Regions from separate parts of the Mus musculus genome. Here region 2 is linked to region 1. Evidence: chromatin contacts called from public Hi-C data. All regions are on one chromosome and are shown on one strand. The core of a region is the stretch at or near the end of the contact, and the rest is flanking DNA. Distances in the headings are between cores, read along the strand shown. Region 1 overlaps Taok3 (TAO kinase 3). Region 2 holds the start of Rfc5 (replication factor C (activator 1) 5).

The links. A called contact is a pair of places that touch in the nucleus more often than the background predicts.
Region 2: a contact with region 1 is called in a Hi-C map of muscle stem cells, with 2.3 times the contacts expected there. The contact joins the promoter of Rfc5 here to the enhancer-like site in region 1. A contact is called at or near these places in 8 of 39 promoter capture datasets (the HPC-7 cell line, embryonic stem cells, hematopoietic stem and progenitor cells and 4 more), 1 of 15 datasets of contacts at CTCF or cohesin (the NIH/3T3 cell line), 1 of 484 Hi-C or Micro-C datasets (muscle stem cells), 1 of 115 datasets of contacts at active chromatin or transcription factors (embryonic stem cells) and 3 of 9 other capture datasets (adipose tissue, liver and pancreatic islet).

Annotation. Positions count from the first base shown.
Region 1 is chr5:117,238,957-117,242,817 of GRCm38.p6, forward strand. It overlaps Taok3 (TAO kinase 3), which reads left to right. Exons shown (of 21, transcript NM_001199685.1): 14 at 2,140-2,274. Among named protein-coding and RNA genes, the nearest start is that of Pebp1, 47 kb to the right of the region's middle. Within about 2 kb of position 1,970, at least 107 of the 459 cell types and tissues checked have an H3K27ac peak or open chromatin away from gene starts, as enhancers often do. A contact at or near this core is called in hippocampal neurons, muscle stem cells and pancreatic islet, where this site is marked.
Region 2 is chr5:117,387,303-117,391,156 of GRCm38.p6, forward strand. It overlaps Rfc5 (replication factor C (activator 1) 5), which reads right to left and starts at 1,721. Exons shown (of 11, transcript NM_028128.1): 1 at 1,615-1,721; 2 at 567-631. The coding sequence starts at 1,676. Gm15728 (predicted gene 15728) reads left to right here and starts at 1,820. Exons shown (of 2, transcript NR_166496.1): 1 at 1,820-1,983; 2 at 2,852-3,854.

The sequences.
Region 1 (3,861 bases), core at 720-3,219:
AGAGTGCAGGCATGTGTTTAGGGGGATGGTTATAGTCTTGCCCAGCTTGAGAATTGCATTGCTTTTCATTTCTTCATTATTATCTCGCATGCATACATGATGGAGGGCCACACACGTGCCACGGCACCCACAGTGTGCTTTTCCAGGTAGCCCATCTTTCTGGTCCAAGAAATGCATGTTTACCCCTAGCAATGTCTGGTCCCAGCTTGTGCAGTGGCAGCAATACTCCCTGCCTATGTCACCCACCCCCGGCCACCATGGAAGATAGCTCGTAGTCGCAGTGACTCAGGAATCAGATGTTCCATTTTATTTCATTTTAATTTGTTTAAGTTAAAATAGCCAGGGTTGGCTAGTAGCCAGCTCACCAGCCAGCACAGCTGTAAGCCTTCCCCTGAATCTGATGGCACAAAACCTACAACAAGTTTATTACAGAGCTCTCAGGCCTGCAAGATGGCTCCTGGGGAAAGGGGGCCTGCCACCAAGCCAGAGTTAGATCCCTGAAACCCACATGGTGCAGACGCTAAAGTTGTCTTCTGACCTCCACATGTGCGAGAGCATGCGAGCGCACTCGCGAGTACACACACACACACACACACACACACACACACACGCAAATGTGATTTTAAAATGTAAAGATCTTTTTCATTCTTTGAACTTCAATATAGAAATGGAAAGTCTAGACACAGGTGTGAAGACACACCTCCCTCCATATCAAAACACTTAGATTTACAAAAGGAAACAGCGTTGTGATGGATGTAATCTCGGATGGCGGCTTTCACATCAAAACCTGGTTATAATGTTTCATTTCCCTCAAAAAATCAACACATTTTGATATTTTTTAATTTATAGATAAATGATATAATTTTGTATTTTCTGAATCTCTTTGGCCCTTGTTTTATAATGAAAGGGCAATTATATGTTTGGGGGGGGGTTGTTGTTTTTTTTTTTTTTAATTTTCAGGTACTCCTGGAGAAAATGCAAACAAATGGTTTCTCCTAAAACCCTGGGGGATAAAAAATTGATTTCTCCTTCCCCATCTGAGCATGTGCTATTTAAAAATCCCCCACCACTGAACATGGTTTTGAGCTACAAATTGCCAGAGTATTGGTGGGGGTGGGAGTTGGGGAGGGGGCATTGTGTTAATTTTCTGAAGGGTTGGCACTGCCGACACAGTGACCATCTCGTTCTGTACAGAGGGGGCATGGCCCTCTAAAAACATCGTTCCTTTAGAAGGCGTCTCAGCTGCATTTAAGGAACACGCATCATCATCCATCCAGGGCATGTTATTTTTTTTCCCACGGGGCGTTTGAATGTTATTAATCATCTTTGGTCATCAAGAAAGCACAGGACTCGATTAAATCAGTCAAGGACATTAAATCCCAGCCTCGCTCAGTCTGCTGGCATACCGACACTGAGTTGAGGAACCATTTGCCCAAGTATCATTTGGTTTGGAATTGTACGCCTGTCTCTTTAAATCTAAAAAAAAAAAAAAAAATCCTTTCAGAAGCTGTAGAGAGAAGGTGCTAGAACTGTGTACGATCATGACTGGAAAGCAGGATCCCTCAGTGACTGCCGAATCTTCCCAGCACAAGACAGAGAGGCGGCTCGCCACAAGCTTCCCCTGATCCCCCCACCCCACCCCCCCAGAAGAAGGATGACCCCACCGACCAGCTCACAAATCCAATTCAATTGACAACGCAGCTCTTTCAAGGGAATGAGGCGGAGGCTCGCTTTTATGTTAAAAGCCACCAGCATCCTCCCCGCCAGACATGGACATGACATTTTTAAAGGAATTATCTGGTCACCGCGTTTTAAGCAGACGGCTCTGAGGCGTCCGTCCGCGCCAGTCTCTCTCCTCTTCCTCTTTGCTTTTGCATATATGTAATTCCGGAGGTAAAGGGGGGAAGAAGCCTGCCGGGGAGTCAGAAGGCATCCTACTAGCGATCAGCTGACACTCCTAACTGAAGGCTGCAATGTGTCGCTTATTCGTTTTATACCGTGGGAGCTGCGGGGACTAGCAGAGAGCTGAACTATGCATTTCAAACAGCGGTGCTTGTTCAGAAAGAGGGGTGAGAGAGAGGCAGCCGGCGAGGAAAGAGCGCAGCTGGACTTTCTCCTTCTCTTCATCCATTTCTGCAGGATCATGTATTCGTAAGGGATGAGGCGGGCCACGGCGATCCCAGGCCTGAGCCGCGGCCTACCCAGTCAGTTCAGAGCCGGGCCCTCCACTATCGGAACCGAGAGCGCTTTGCCACGATCAAATCCGCGTCTTTGGTAAGCTGGTCCTCCCTACCCACCTTCCCTGCCTTCCCCTCCTCCCTGTCTGGCAGCCTCCGGCCCTCCCTGAGCCTCCCTCAGCTTCATGCATGGGAGGAAAAGAAGCCAGGGATGTTGTCTCCCTCCAAATAATTTTATTCATTTCAGGGAAAAAAAAAATTCTGTTGGCATAGCAACCTGATCTTAGATATTTAGCATTGTCTATGGCATAGGGGGAAAAAAAAACCTTTGTGTGTGTGTATGTGTGTATGTGTAATTTTGTGTGTATGTGTGATTGTGTGTTGTATATGCTGTATATGCAGAATATAAGGCTTTGAGATGAGTTGCTGGCATAACCAGTTTTTTTTTTAAAGTGATCTGTGTTTTCATCGAAATATATAATGCTAAAAATATTTTCAAGGTATGGATGTGTGTGTGTGTGTGTGTGTGTGTGTGTGTACAGGGCACTATGCTGCTTTTTAAATAGGTGCATGTGTGTCTCTATGATGTACACACATACACATCAAAAGGTAAAATAGGATCTAAAAAAAATTTTTATATGGTTGCCGGCTACCATCTGTAATTGTAGAAAAATCAGACACTTGCTTCCCAGGGATAGTCCACCGGTTCGTTCTGGTTCATTCATTTATTTATTGCAACAGTGGTAGTGCCCAGTTTTCCCCATTTAACCCCTGAAGAATTTCCTGATAGCCATAAAGGCTTTGTAGAAGAGGCCAGCGGCAGCGGCTGTGGGAGCAGAGGGGCTGTCGATTCCTCGGCATTTTTTACTACTGCAAATGTGATTGCCGGGTGCCCTTGTAGTAGCAAAAGGGGTGTGCTCAGGAAGACTTAGTTTTCACGCCTCCTCCCCTTGGCCCCCCACGCGTGCGCGTGCGCGCTCTCACACACACACACACACACACACACACACACACACACACACACACTCTATCTCTCCCTCTCCCTCTCTCTCCATTTCATCCTCAGCATTCGGAACTCTCTCTCAGCTTTCCCATCCAAATTTCACTTCTCAGCCAGAAAATTATTGAGATATTAGCTGTTTTGCCCAAATGAGTGTTAGAGGTCACATGAGCAGGAAGAGTTACTGTACACTGCTTAGCTGTTACATCCAGAACCCATGATGACATCATCCGAGGCCGACCCAGAAATAATCGTTTTTTCTTGTCCTATTTTTCAAACCTGATTTCTACTTTTATCCCCCACCCCCACCCCCACCCCATCAAGCCTTTTTTTTTAAAAATAAATAAATAAATAAATGAAAAAGGCTTCAGTGAAATTTAGAAGGAATTATAGTCTCTGACAGAGCAAATAGAAGGAAAATGGAGAAGAGAGCAGCAATCTATTGCTCATGCCTATTCCATGTGGAAAAATCTCACAGTTTAATGCACTCCGTTCATAAAGAACCCCGCTCCTGAGTTCTTTTATGTTGAAGTTTCTTGTAGCCTCTTTAATGGGCGATTTTTTTTTCATCTGAAAGGAATACCCCATCGTGTGATGGGAGATCTCAAAATGTCCACTCTGTAGCCTGCTGATGCTCAGGAAGCGTCTGAAAAAAACACGGCTGCGAATCCGACAGAACATGGT
Region 2 (3,854 bases), core at 471-2,970, 150 kb after region 1:
TTGGAGGAGTCAGGTCACCAAACTCGTGCCTTTGAGGGTCATACTGCTTGCTCCCCCACCCCTTTAGCTCTCTACTTCCTGTCCACTTTGGAGCAGAGTGCTCCCACTGCCACGAAGTTGTGCTCACCAAGGGTCTAGAGTCAACAGAGCCAAGCACTGTGAACCAAAACCTCTTCAAAATCAACCATCCCTCTTCTGTGTTGTCTTCTTGGGACATGGGGGGATTGGGAAGGTGCCTCAGTTAAGCCGGGTGCTCTTGCAGAGGATCTGGGTTTGGTTCCTAGCACCTACATAGCAGCTCACAACTGCCTACAGGATCCAGGGTCCTCTTCTGGCCTCTGGAGGAGCCAGGCACACAAGGTGCACACACTTTCATGTGTAAACAAAACACCTAAACAGTAAAACCAAACAGATCTTGAGACAGTTTGGTACACTATGGAGAAGGCGACACATGGCCGGTTCTATAAAGGCTCAGAGCATCCTCTAAGGGTCACCCAGCAGAGACATCGTCATCACGAAATGGACCCAACCCTCCACAAGGACAGCAGCAACAGACAGATACTTACTGGTACTCAGAATGTCCTGGTGAGAAATGAGATCGGCCAGGGTCTGTGGCCGGTACTTCTCAACCCTGAAATAGGATTCACCGTTAAGTTACAATCTATATACTCAAGCCATGTTCTGTTACATGCAAAGAAGCCCCTTCACATCCTAAGCAGCAGAGGAAGAGAAACCCTTCGCGTCTGAACAGAGCACTGGCTCTCACAACCAGGAGTTGTTCTGTCCCCCCAGGGGACATCGGTCAGGCCAGTTATCTGTATTAACTGTGCAATGGGTGTTAGCAGCATCTGTTGAGTAGGAGTCAGGAGGTTGCTAACATCCTCCAGTGGGCAGGACAGCTCCCCCTTGCCCCTCACCAACAGCGCTGAGACTGCGCAAACGGAACTCATACTCAAATACCTATAAGCAAGAGAACGGGCAATCCACTTATGATGTGGCTTTCAAGAGGGAATCGAGTGCTGAACCATGCTACAGAACAGAAAACCCTTGAGTTCGAGAAGCCAGACTCAAAAGGCCACACGGTCTGTGACTCCAGTCCTGAGAATTTAAATACCGTGTGGCCTGAGACAAGTCTTCCTCCTCAGGATAGACCAGAAGAAAAGAAAATGAAAGCATGGCTAGGCTTGCTTCATTTAAAACACCGCTAAGGTGCTGTAGGGCCATTCAGAATGCAGGCGCTGGGGCCCTGGGTGGAAGATCAGGTCCCTGCAAGTTGTCCTCTGACCTCCACCAGGGTGCGCTGCTACGGTCCCTCCCCCGCAAATAAAGAGGGGATAGAGTGCAAGCGCTGAATTCGGACACGAGTTCGAATCCAACCAAGCCTACCCACTCCTCCGTCCTCGGAACCTTTCTAAAGAAACCCAGGATCAATTTATTAGGGTCATCGGAGCGCAGAGGCGATGCTCGAGGACCCCGAGGATGGCTAAGCTGAGCTCAGAGCCCGTTCAGGTATGGAAGCGGAGGAGCGGCTGCGGCGCCAAGGCCGGGAGCGGGGAAGGATCTGCAAAGCTCCTAGGAGGAAGAGCGGGAAGCGGGATGTGGGGCCGCTCCTACCAGGGCAGGTTCCGGGCCCGGGCCGCCGCGGGCCGCTGCTGCGAAGGCGCGGCCGCCGTCATGACTGACAGATGCTGCGGGTCCCTGCCACTGACCCGCCGCACTCGGAGTCCGCGCGCAAACCAACCCTCGCGAGGCTTCGCCTCCGGCTTCCGGCTTCCGTCCCCCGGCCCGCCTCCTCCCCGTTGCTAAGGTGCTGGTTGCTAGGTAACCCTAGGCGCCGGCCTGCAGCGGAGTTACCGCCTGAGTCGGCTGTCTCAGCCTCCTCGCACGAGGTCCAGGGTGACCGCGCGCTGAAGCCAGAGCCACCGCGGGCCTCACCAGGGCCCGATCCTGTCAGTGCAGGGGCAAGCCGCAAGGAGCAGCAAGGTGTGTGGTCAGTGCAACCTCGGTTCCATAACCAGCAACACACACACAGAGACACACGTACATATACAGGTATGCACACAGTTACAAATATACATATACATACATCCCCATTCACATACATATAAACAGATATACGCCTGCACTCACATACACATACAGATACATACACACAAGTATACACAAATACACAGTTAATACGCATACATACATACATACATGCATACATATATACTCACATATACATGTATATCACACACATATATATACACACAGAACATACACATTCAATCATATATACACATAAATACAGTTACATATATACACATACATGCATACATATATTCATATAAATACATACAAACATTTGTGTTTTATACACACAAATGCATTTTCTCCTACAGTAAGAGGATTACAGACCAATTTTATTTATTTATTTGTTTGTTTGTTTATTTATTTATTTGATTAGTTTTGAGACAGGGTTTCTCTCTGTATCTTTGGCTATCCTGAAGCTCACTCTGTAGGCCAGGTTAGCCTCAAACCCAGAGATCCACCTGCCTCTACCTCCCAAGTGCAGGGATTAATTAAATGTGAGCTTCACCGTTTGCCTGGTGACCAATTTTATTTTCATCTTTAGCTTTTACTTTGAGCCAGGTATGCCTTTAATTCGAGTACTTGGGAGGCAGAAGCAGATGGATCTCTGTGAGTTCAAGGTCTACAGAGTGGCCTCTAGGACAGCTAGGGCTACATAGTGAGACCCTGTCTTAAAAACTCGAAAGAAAACTAACTTTAATTAATTTGTGTGTGCCTCGCTGCACATGTGGAGGCCATGTGCATCAATTTTCAAGAGTTGGTCTTCTTTCTTATGCAGACGTCCTGGGAATCGAACTTAGCTGTCAAGCTTGGCCGTTTGAATCGCAAGATCATCCTTGACTGCATATCCAGCTCATGGCCAGCCTGGTGGTGTACTTAACTACCTTTGGAGTCAAGCAGCTGCCATCTGGGGGAGTTCAGCTGTGTCCACTTACAAAAGAATTACCTTAGCTGGACTTTTTGACCGTTTACATCCCCTCACGGAAGACCCTCACCTGAGTATCCACTGGCTCCCTATAATTTATTGTGTGCAACTCTGCCTTAATTGCACATGGCTTGCCTGGAGGGCAGGGGTGGGGGGAGGAGACTAGAGTACTCAGATTAAGAAAGACTAGGAGAGAGGTCTTTATCTAAGCAGCTATGGGAAAACCCTTACCCTGTTGGCCAAATCTTTTTTTTTTTTTTTTTCTCTAGGCTGGCCTCGAACTCAGAGATCTGCCTGCCTCTGCCTCCCAAGTGCTGGGATCAAAGGCGTGTGCCACCACTGCCCAGCTGCTGTCCACTGGCCAAATCTTTTCTGGTACCATCCCATCTCTGGAGGAAGGAGAACCCACTCTCCTGTAGGTACTCCTCACCTATGCTCTGTAAGGAAGCCCAATAAATTCATTGGTTCCCCCAAATGAAGTATGGCAGTAGACTCATGCCCCGGTTTGTCACTGGAATCTTAGGTGGAGGGGTAGACATCATTTATGCCCCCTCCCATGGAATGCTATCAGCACACAAGGGATTTTTATCAACACTGCAATAAAGGAGACCCTGTCTCAATCAAAACAGAACACATCACAGAAGAAGGAGATCAGATGGCACTCCAAGGATGACAGTACCCCGCCTCTCTGCTTCCTCTGTAGGCCAACTTGAGTGAATACTGGTTCTTTAGATCACTAACATGCCATGCTCCTGACTTGGCTCAGGGGTGATTTTGATGATAACTTCTCTCTGTGGCAAGCACAGGATACAGTGCCACAGTGCACTACACTGATAACAGGGATGGCTGTGAGGGA